Linked DNA regions of Mus musculus: all the other regions are linked to region 3. The links are chromatin contacts, called in public HiChIP or PLAC-seq maps. All regions are on one chromosome and are shown on one strand. Each heading gives the region's core, a stretch centred on a gene start, on an enhancer-like site or on the middle of the called end of the contact. The rest is flanking DNA. Distances are from core to core; before and after follow the strand shown. Region 1 holds the start of Rcan3 (regulator of calcineurin 3). Region 2 overlaps Grhl3 (grainyhead like transcription factor 3). Region 3 holds the start of Ifnlr1 (interferon lambda receptor 1).

Region 1 (3,720 bases), core at 469-2,968, 250 kb after region 3:
CCACACACACTGACTTAGAACTCCATCATGTGTGTGCTACATATACACGTCTGTGTATGTGTGCACAAATCTGCATGTACACACATACACATGCATACTTGTGTGCTTGTGCACATATGACTGTGGGGGTAAGAAGCTGGCCACATTTACTCTTTATTGCATATTTTGAGACGCAATTTCTCACTGAACCCAGTATTTAGCCAACTGAGTCACCTCAGAAACTGAGTTCAGAGAATCTTTCTTTCTTTTTTTTTAAGATTTATTTATTTATTATTATATGTAAGTACACTGTAGCTGTCTTCAGACACTCCAGAAGAGGGAGTCAGATCTCATTACAGATGGTTGTGAGCCACCGTGTGGTTGCTGAGATTTGAACTCAGGATCTTTGGAAGAGCAGTCAGTGCTCTTAACCATCTAGCCATCTCACCAGCCCAAGGGGAAACATTTCTATGCTTCTTGATGTGAGTATAGAAGTCACTCTCCATAATTCTTTGATGAAAAAGTGAAGAACTTGACGTGTTAAGTCAAGTTTAATCAGGAGCCTCAGGGTGGAAAGCTGCAGAAACTTCCTAAAGCAAAAGGGATACAACACTGTGATCCTGTGGGGGACACTATGGGAGTCACTCTGACGAGGATGCTATGCCCTGCATTTTGTGCCCATGACTCTCACCGAGTGACAACACTGTGTCCTTAGTTTTGACCCCCTTGTTTCATTTGTCCTATGAAGGGTCTTGCGTAAATGACAAAAGCTGATTTTCTATTTATTATTTGTTTATTATTCAGAAGGGCAGCCGTGTGGAAGTCAGAGAACACTTGCAGGAGTTCTCTCCTTCCATCACGTGCGTCCGGGGTTGGGAGCAAGGACCCTCAGAACTGAGCCATACGGCCTGGATAGCAGAGCAGAATCCTTCTAGCGGGAGCTGAGAGTTCTCCAGCTCTGTACCGTTCATCCAGTTTGTGAGCTGGAAGAGGGCACAGCTCCCTGACAGGCTGGTCTCAGCAACAGCAATTAAAATTAAAATGCCAGCCAGCCTCGGCGCTACTACTAGCCTAAACCCTGACCTAGACATAATTAATGTTCCATTATCTCCAAGGGAGATAAGCAAGACTGTGTGGAAAGGCAAACGCAAATATCATTAATATTGTACATCTGTGCTGGGTGCAATGGAGGGAGGGATGGGGCGCGCGCAGTCACACACCTGGTGACACCCATAGCACAGCCACGTCGCCATCGCCTCTACTGGGCGACGGGAGCTGCGGGGCGAGGTCGGGCACATCCGGCTGCCAGGTTCCTAGAAGGCTACCCCGGGTTAAGCTCACAGGAACCCGCCCCGAGAAGGTTCCTAGTATCCCGGCTAGCTGTTCCTGTCACTGTCACGTGAGGTCAGCAAAAAGAGAGAGAAAATGTTTCTTGGGGGCGGCGGATACCAAGGGGACATCAAAAGTCCCGTTCTGGAGGTCAAGGAAAGCCTCTGCCTTAAGAGTGCCGGCCCAGGGGGGGTGGGAAAAAAAAAAAAAAAGAGTGCCGGCCCAAGTCCCTCAAAGCCAGTGCCAGCCAGCCAAGAGGAGCAGGCGAATGCGCGCGCGCAGAACCCACCCCCGCCCCCAGAGCCCCGCCCACCACTCGGCGACTCCCGCCCACCCAGCTGTCAGCCCCGCCCTCCTGTCTGTGCGCCGGCGCAGCGCGCCCCCTGGGCGCGAGGAACCCAGGGAGGGCGCGAGGCGCGCGGGCCCGGGAGCGCGCGCGACGCTGGCAACCTCGCTCAGCCCTAGGTCACCGCCCGTGTCGCCGGCTGAGGCGGCCGCTGCGGCCCGCGTTGAGGGCGTGGTGGCTCCGGGTGGTGAGGGTCTGTCCGCCCCAGGCCGCGCTCGTGGGCATCCCCCCTCGGGCCTCTCCCCTCGAGCGCACAGGTGAGTCTCCCCTTCGCAGGGCGGGGCCGGGTCGCGGCCGCTCGGAACAGGTTTGCAGCAGCTCTGGGTGATGGATCCCCAGGATCCCTGAAAGTTAAAGCAGCCTCAGCTAGAGCAGCAGCTGCCCAGATCCTCCAGGAACCCCCTAGACGTTGCTAAGGACCAACCGCCTGATGCCCAGGATCTCCCCCAGCAGCTTCGGGGTAACGTCCTGCAAAACAACCCTCGCCCCCAGGTCCTTTCTCCTCCACCAGCAATTTCTCCACCCGCAGTTCGACTTTTTGAAAGATGTCAGGCCCAACCTGGCCCCCCCCTCCCGGAGGGCAGGGAAGGTGTGGCTAGTAAAACCCTCCTGGCAGCAGGTGGAAGCCCCACTCCCCTCTCTCCTCCCCTCCCCCAGGATGCAGGAATCCTCGTGCTTCTCTGCTTCCCTGGCATCTGGAAACTTGTCCGCTTCCTCTTGAACCCTTCAATAGCTGTCTGTTTCCAGGTTGTGGGGTTCCAGCTTCCGTGCGAAATCTCATCATCTCCTCTGGGGATTAAGATTCTAGCGGCTCACGTCCATGTTTCAGATTCAAACTAGGATTATGTAGAGTGATGTTTTATTGTAGGGTTTAAAACCAAATATATATATATTCGCGTCCCAATATTGAAGGCTATCTAGGACAATACATTTACTTGAACTTTTCGTAGAAGTCTCTCATCTACTAGTTGGCCAGAGAAGTAATTGACCATCTGTAGCTATGATTAGTGATTACTTTAAAATGTTATTTTAAGAACTGGGTGTGGCACACGTTTATAATATTAGCAAGTGGGAGACTAGTCTGGACTACATAATACGGTCCTGCCCAACAAAACAAAATAAAACCTATCTTAACACAATGCCATTACCTCTAGTCCAATATATCAATATGTAGTCCTATGAGATGGCTCAGCTGGTACAGACAGACACACTTACTGCAAAGCCTGACAGTTGGAGTTCCCGGATCCCGGGGATCAACATGGCAGGAGGAGAGAATCAGCTTTTGCAAGTTGTCCTTTGACTAATACCTGAGTGTTGCTGAGGCCACAGTCAAACACACATATAAACATTCAATAAATATATGTTAACAAAATAGTGTGCCGGGGGCGGGGGATGTCCACTGTTAAGAGCACCTACTGCTCTTGCACAGAACTGGGCTCTGAGTCCTAGCACCCGTATGTAACTTCAGTTCCAGGTGATCCCACCCCTCCTCTGACCTCTGAGGGCTTATGCACACACCTGATGCATGTACACAAACTCAGAAGTAAGTAAAAGGGCAGAATTTGAGGAATATATTAAGTCTCAGAGTCTGGGTGTTTATGCAGCATGCACAGTTGTTCATTTTGATGGGGATTTCACGTTAGCGTTCAGTTATACATTGGATGTGGGAGGATTATGAAAAAGATGAAATCAGTATCCTGTTACTCTTCACTGCAGCTTTCCAATTTGCTTCATTGGCAGCCAGTTTCCAAGAGAGGAGCTTTTAGTGTTTTGGGGGAACACAGATTTGATTTTTTTTTTTTTAACTATTCAATCATGCTATATTTTAAGGTTTTAAAACCTTGGAGTGCTCACTAACCCACGAGAAGCAATGCTGCATGATGTTACAGGAAGTGTGGGTCCAAAGGGGGGGTGGGCAGGCATGAAGATACTATAACTTAGAGCTCCAGACCTGCCACCCAGCTCCAAAAACCTACACAAAGCTCAGCCTGGCCTAGAGTGATGTAGTTCAATGGTAAAGCCCTTGACCGGCATGCTGGAGATGCCAGGTTCAATCCTCAATATGA
Region 2 (3,649 bases), core at 155-2,654, 140 kb after region 3:
ACACAGATCCAAAGGTCAGACCCTAGGTGAGAACCAAAGGAAATGGTAGATGCTCAACTAGATATTTTATAGACACTAAAATGCAGTTTGCTAAGGGTTTCTTGTGATTTGGCTTATCATAAGACAATTCAAAATAATATCAAACCCCCTACGGGTGATGTAAATTTATGCGTATGTACGCATGCACAGCACACAGAGGGGAAGGTGCCCAGGTGACAGTGGTGTTCTCCCCAGGGAAATAGGATCATTGTAATTCTCTTTGTTTTCCCGCTATTTATTACTTTTATAGCCACCAAGTAAAAGGCAGTAGTATAAAGTATGTATAAATCCAGTTTGGGCCACAGGCAGTGAAACCTTACCGTTTCCTTCCAGATCTCTGAGAAGTACGGCCTCCCCGAGGAGAATATTTGCAAAGTCTACAAGAAATGCAAGCGAGGGTAAGTGCCACTTCAGTCCTCCAGGGGCTACTCAGAGCTACCAAGGCTGGGCTTGGCCTTGGCGGAGTTACAGAGAGCATGCTCAGTGAGGGTGGAGAGTCCCCAAGTCAGGCCAAGGTCATGGTCACCTCTCCACCTGCAGAAACCTGGGTGAGAGTAGGAGGAGGTGCAAGGGTCTTCTCACAAGTGACCCTCCTGGCATAGAGGGGGGAGTGCGGCTCGCTCATCAGAAGACCCAAGTTCAAGTCCCCAAAACACTGGAGACCAAAGTTCTTCTCTTATTATGTTCATTGTAGCAACCTCCATTCACCCGACTCCTGTTACAGACATCAGACTGAGTCTATCTCATTTAACCCTTGGAATCACACTGGCACACACACCCACATTTTACATGCAGGAAAACTGAGGCTCGGAGGCAATAAGCAGGGGTGGGTGCAGGAGCAGTGAGCAAGGCACCAGAGGTAAGGAGGCCCAGAGGAGCCTCCCCAGGCAGAGGGTGACAGGAAGGGGTGGCTGCCAGGAGCCTAGGTGGGAATTTGATTGGGGATTAGGTTGAAGAGCCCAATCAAAAGAAACTCCAAGGTTCTCTTCCCCCTCCAGGCTACAGCAGGCAGGAGAGAAGCAGGCCATACTCTCCAGGACCTGCTAGTCCTCCCGCTGCTCTGTGGGGAGCACAGCTGCACCCCAATAGACAGTCTAACTCCAGCTGCACTTGAGCATGACCCGCCCGGTGGTCGGCACATTCTCCCATTGAGAATGCCTGGCTTCCTCCAAGCCCCGCCCCCTTGTCCTTCCTCTGTGGCTCCCAGCTAGCCTCCCAGGCAAAAGGCTGGAGTGTAGAAAAGGACCCATTTGGTTTGGGTTGCATGAGAATCTAGAGGGTTTTGTCGGTGTGTGGGGTCTCTCCCCTCCCACCAGCCTCCTCCCTCTCCTCTCCGCCATCCCATCAAGTTTCGGTTTCATACAGGGGCTCACCCTCTGTCTGGAGTAAGACTGCTTCTCGTCTGCTTTGCCCAGACAAGCCCAGCCCCACTTCTCCTTTAGCGCCACACCCATGTGCCCTGCTTTCTGCCCCTCCTGTGCAGGGTTCCCCTGAGGGACCAGGGATAGTCTGTGTAAGTTGGGAAGTTGATGAGCTGTGAGGCTCAGCGTTCTAGCTCCTGGCTCCTTTGCCGGGAGGCCTTCCCATCAATCCAGGCAGCTGCTCAAACTGTAATTGTCATGACTTCCATCACGGAAGTTCTTCCCTCGGGCCAGATACTGTCCCCAGTAATTCCTGGCATCATCCCGGCTGCCCTTGAGCTCGGCAGGATCCCCCCGCCCCCCTTTGAAGCTGAGGTTCAAAGTAGCGGTCCTGAGTTAGAGACTAGCAAAAGAGATTCTCGGTGACCTAAAGTGCACCCCCCCCCCCCACACACACACGGCTTGATCTCACCTCTCCTCCTTGTTCCTCTGACCTCTAAGAAATATGCACATATTGTTCACTCAGCACTGTGGAGCACATGAACTCCACAGCCATGAGAACTTCAGCTCAAAGATAAGAAATATGAAAGACCATATTTCCATATATGAGTTCATTCAAATATATGTCCACATCAGAGAAAGGTGGATATTCTAACCCAAAGCCTACTTTATTCTCACAGGTCTCCTCCCCCCAAGTCCTCCAGACCAAGGTAGATAAAATCAATTTTACAAGCATCATAGAGTGCTTGAAAGATTAACCAACACACTGTTTTTGCTGGCAGTGGGCCAGGGGGGTTAACTCAATACAGGCAGAGGGGTTGGAAGCTAAGAAATAACAATAACTGTTGACAAGTGCCTGCCACTGGCTGGGGACCCAGTTGTCACTGACCTCTTACTGGAGGATCCATCTTCACACCACTGCCCTGGAGGTGCGCTTACACAGCCCAGTACGCTGAGGCTGATGAATGCCATGCTAGGAAACAGACAATTCAACCCTGAAGTTTCCAGAGCACACACCTTCTCTCCTCCCCACCCAGCCCTGCTCTCTAGTGTATCTCCAGCCTTCAGCCCCCAAGATAATGATCACCTGGGAATGCAGGGTCCTGCCAGCCCCCAGACTCTGGGAGCCCCACCTCCAACCTTTTCCCCAAAAGAAGGCGCTGCCAGCTGGTGCTGACAGATGACAGAAATAGCCCAGTGGGCTTCTCAGGTTCACTACTGTCCCTGCCACCCTTCCCAGAGTCCTTACAAAAGCAAGCATCTACTGAGCTCTTGCCTGAACATAGATTTTTGGCTTCCTTCTGACTCCCACTAACTTGTATTTATAGGATTTTGTGGCTCTTTTCCCTATCCTGAAAAGTGATATCATAGAAATACAAAGGTCTAGATTAAAACCTGAGCTCTGCCATCTACTAACCGTGGCTACAAAAGAATAGCTTTGTGTCTTTGAATCGTAGCTTCTCCATTCTATTGCCTGGCATGGCATGGTTGTTAAGAACCCAGTCTTCCTTTCTGGATGAAATTCTGGAGGACAGAATTCAGGTCCAATTAATTTGTGTGCAGGAGCAATGTCCTGCACATGAAAGTGTCCAGCAAAGACTGAAAGATCAGAGATAAATGGATATATGGAGGGAGGATGGAGGAAAGAGATGGGGAGATGGATGGGTAGGTGGATGGATGGACAGATGGATGGATGGACGGATGGACAAATGGATGGATGGATGGGTAAATGGGCAGATAGGTGGATGGACAGATGGATAGATGGATGGATGGACAGACAGATGATGAATAGATGAACAGAGAGATGGATAAATGGTTGAATGTATATGCCCAATTCTATCACCTGCTCAGAAGATTAGCAGGGAGACAAAGCACAGCTCAGGTGACCTCTGGGTGACTTTTTATCAGGGAGGCAGCTCTTACAGGGTACTCTTGATATAAACTATGACTTTGACCCTTTCAGAGCCCATAGCCATGGAGTTCATGCTTCTTGAGCTTCAAGTCCCTGACTTGAGGGTGGAGGCTCCATCCTTCCAGTCTGTTATATAATCCCCTTGAGATTTCAGCTTGACAGGAATCAATTGAGAGGGGTGTTGTATGGCCCCTGTCTCTGGCTCAGGCCAACACACCTGAGTGGCTCAGTGTAGCTTTCTGTGAAACCCAGATTACTACACCTCCTGAACTTGAGTTTACAGTCCGAGCCCCCAGTCTAATGACTGAGAACATAGCATCTCTCCCAGAGTTTCATG
Region 3 (3,195 bases), core at 561-3,060:
GAGGCAAAAGCTCACTTTGCAAACATTGGTTCTTTCCTTCTAACGTGTAGATTCTGTCCATTGAATGTCAGGAACGCTTACCTTCAGAGCCATCTCACCAGTCCCCTTTTGACTATGGGAGAGACAAACAGCTTAGTCTAGGCTAGCTCAAATGTGCGGTAATCTCTTAACTCAGCCTCTTGGGTACTAGGAATACACGCAGGAACAACCACACCCGACCAGCTTTAACCCATGCTTCCTATCTTCCTCTGTGTACCAGGGAACAGAAGGAAATGGCTTCATCTTCTGCCCCACGGGAGCTCATGGTCACAGGGAGAATTCAGTCACGTGGGTCACCATGGAGACCCATACATTTTTTTTTTTTTTTTTAGGCACCAGGCAAGGTAAGCCCAAGTCTACATGATTCTCTCAGCTCAAGCTCACGCCAGGGCTGCCCCCTCATTTTTGACCCCAGATGTGGGTGTCTTTTTCTCTCCTGTCCTGTGCCCTGAAGGTGCATAATTGAGACACCGCAGTTAAACCCAGCTTCCAGTTTGTCTAGCAAGAGGCCACTCTGTATGTAAGCCCCTTAGTTTTAAGCCATCCGTGAGCCATCCATGAGCAGGACAGGCCCAAAGTTTGAGCTTGGCCACATGGGGAAAGTCACAGTTCAGAGTTGCCACACTTCACAGAGTCTTCAAGGGTTCCAGGGACTGGTATAGCACTGTATAAAATGTCATTCAGTCCTCAGGACAGACTACCCCTTGGGGCAAGGTGTTACCCACAGCCATCATCAAAGAGACACGGCTCAGAGATCAATGTTAACTAAACCAGTTTGTGTCAGGGATGGAACATAATCCCGTGTCCCCCAAGACCCTCGTTAACTCAAAAACACTGCTACAGAGCTGTGAGCTCGCTCAGGGCAGGGGCAGCACTGGTCATGGGCAAACCTAGGGCTCAGCCTTATTCCTCTGCCCTGTGTGTGCCCCTCTGGGGTACTTCTAAAGCAACCTATGAAGTGCTCTGAGCCTCAGTTTCCCTCACTTAAAAATGATGACTGTCTACCACTTAGAGCAGCTGGGTTGAAAACCTTAAGGAGAACACAGTGGCCAGGACAAAGAAGCAACCAAAAATAATATGAACGTTTATGATTGTTTATCGGCTCTAAGAACCCTTCCTGCTCCTTTGACTGCGTCTAGGACTCTGAAGTATGCCCATGGCTTCCTCCCTGGGGAAGTTGATGAGTGGAAAATTGGGGTTCGGTGCTTGGGTCCTGGCCTCGGGTATTCTGTGCCCCGCTGTCTTACCAGATGAAAGACAAAGAGAGAAAATGCCCCGTTAAAGAGTCTCCTAGCAGGGACCAGATCAACCAGAGCTGGATCCCGGCAGCTCCTGTATGTCCCCTATTAAAAGTGTCAATCAGGTATGCACTCTGGGATTCGGTCAACAAATACAGTCAACGCTTTCCGGTGTCTGTGCCTGGAACTCCCGGCCCTGCCTGGAATAAGGAAACCGGGATCCTTTCGTCCAGAAAAGGCCGTCCAAGCTCAGGATTGTTTCACTCTGGGACCAAGCAAACCCGCGGCAAGTGTACAGAATCCCTGAGGCCCAGCACCAAGTCCCCTCTCGGGACCTCGGGTGGGTGGCACATCTTCGCGGTCCCCGCGGTCCCCGCGGTCCGTACTTACCTAGGGCGCTCTGCAACAGGAACAGGAGTAGGGGCGCCCACCGGTCGGCCCGCCACATTTCGGTCCCTGGGGTCCCCGCCGCCCGCCGCAAGGCCCCTGGGCGGCAGGTGACAAGGGCGGCGGCCCAGGGAGGAGGAGCCTCCGGCGGTGCCACCGGTGGGGATTCACCTAGGGCTGCCCCGCGTCGCCTGCCGTGGGTGGGGGCGGGGCTCTCAGTAACATTTTTTAAAAATCAGACAAGAAATCCAGTTCTGGGGTTCCGTTGAGGAGTAAATAGCACCTAGGGTAGAGTTCGAGGAGACTGGCAAGACTCCCGTTTTGCAGGCGGAGCGGGGGATGGCACCCAGCCTGTCTTGCGAGTTTCTTACTGAGTTTCTGCAGGAATTCCCGGCAGGCTTGTTACTCCCCGCCTACATCGCGGTAAAAGCTTGGAGGAGGCTGTCCTAAGCTGCAACGCGGTCTGTGTCGCTACTAACCAGAAAGGACATCGCTTCAGGCTTTGTTTTCTATCCTGGAGCAGGGGACACTTCATTCCACCACACAAACCATTCTAACTAGCCAAGTGGGAAACGCTGGTTTTGTAAACAGAAGGGCCGAAACCAGAAACCTGCGAAACCACGGAAGGGGAAGCGGGATCTTTCTAAATTACTCTCCTTATAGGTAGAGTCGGGACAAGGCTAGGACAACAACGTGTGTGTGTGTGTGTGTGTGTGTGTGTGTGTGTGTGTGTGTGTGTCCTTTTGTGTGTAAGGATTAAGGGTTATGGACTTCATCTTCTGCATTTTGCCTGCACGGAGTGCGAATGGGGAGTTGGGGTGGATACCACATAGGTACATTGATATCTCTATGGAATTGTTGCAGAATACATACAAGATAGAAAAAGAACAAAAGCTGGACTTTTGGAAAGCAGGCCATTAGCTCAGGTTTCTCTTGATCTCCTGGGGGATTCAATAGACAGCTTAGTTTCTGTCTGGGGACCCAACTTTAACTCGAGTTATTTTGATTTGATTTTTTTTTTAAACTCTGCTCTGTTCAGGCCCAGCACAACAAGAGGTGTCTGGGATTTTTTAAACTACATTCGAGAAGCACAAAAACACATCCTAAAATTATGAGCTTTTTAAGGTACACACCTGCAATCCCAGCCCTGGGTTGATAGAGGTTGGGGGACCAGGAGTTCAAGGTTAACCTTGGCTATGTAAGAAATCAATCATTATGATCCATTTTCAGTATAAGGTGTGTTTAGGGCTCGTCAGAGATGGTGGAGGGGCTCTAGGCCCCTTTTTCCTCTGCCTAGCAGCTGGTGTCTGCTTCTCTAGGTATTGTCAGTGTGTTCTAGGGTTGAAAGTTACAGGTAGTCTGCCCGCCTGTAAGCTCACATATCAGAAAAGGAAAGGTTTGTGTCCTGTACCATTTAGATAAGGAATTCCGGAAGGGGACAATACTAGACAGCAGGTAGATTTTAGCTCCCTGAAGAATTCAGCCAATGGGAACCAAAGAGAGCCGAGAAATGAGATTAGGGGCATAAAAA

Evidence for each region. HiChIP or PLAC-seq counts read pairs in DNA pulled down with a chosen protein or histone mark.
Region 1: a contact with region 3 is called in an HNF4G HiChIP or PLAC-seq map of pancreatic cancer cells. The contact joins the promoter of Rcan3 here to the promoter of Ifnlr1 in region 3. A contact is called at or near these places in 8 of 39 promoter capture datasets (the C10 cell line, the SN4741 cell line, cranial neural crest and 5 more), 8 of 484 Hi-C or Micro-C datasets (embryonic stem cells, lens fibers, olfactory sensory neurons and 1 more), 14 of 115 datasets of contacts at active chromatin or transcription factors (the 230-238 cell line, T-cell acute lymphoblastic leukemia, acute myeloid leukemia and 8 more) and 2 of 9 other capture datasets (adipose tissue and liver).
Region 2: an H3K27ac HiChIP or PLAC-seq map of embryonic stem cells shows a contact between it and region 3, with 8 read pairs. The contact joins the enhancer-like site here to the promoter of Ifnlr1 in region 3. A contact is called at or near these places in 4 of 39 promoter capture datasets (the HPC-7 cell line, hippocampal neurons, liver and 1 more), 13 of 115 datasets of contacts at active chromatin or transcription factors (bone marrow-derived macrophages, embryonic basal ganglia, embryonic hindbrain and 4 more) and 4 of 9 other capture datasets (adipose tissue, liver, macrophages and 1 more).

The regions. Positions count from the first base shown.
Region 1 is chr4:135,431,803-135,435,522 of GRCm38.p6, reverse strand. Rcan3 (regulator of calcineurin 3) reads left to right here and starts at 1,718. Exons shown (of 5, transcript NM_022980.4): 1 at 1,718-1,911.
Region 2 is chr4:135,543,031-135,546,679 of GRCm38.p6, reverse strand. Grhl3 (grainyhead like transcription factor 3) reads left to right here. Exons shown (of 16, transcript NM_001013756.2): 15 at 373-437. Among named protein-coding and RNA genes, the nearest start is that of Gm30888, 29 kb to the left of the region's middle. Within about 2 kb of position 1,404, at least 87 of the 459 cell types and tissues checked have an H3K27ac peak or open chromatin away from gene starts, as enhancers often do. A contact at or near this core is called in adipose tissue, bone marrow-derived macrophages and embryonic stem cells, where this site is marked.
Region 3 is chr4:135,685,072-135,688,266 of GRCm38.p6, reverse strand. It overlaps Ifnlr1 (interferon lambda receptor 1), which reads right to left and starts at 1,810. Exons shown (of 7, transcript NM_174851.3): 1 at 1,668-1,810. The coding sequence starts at 1,725.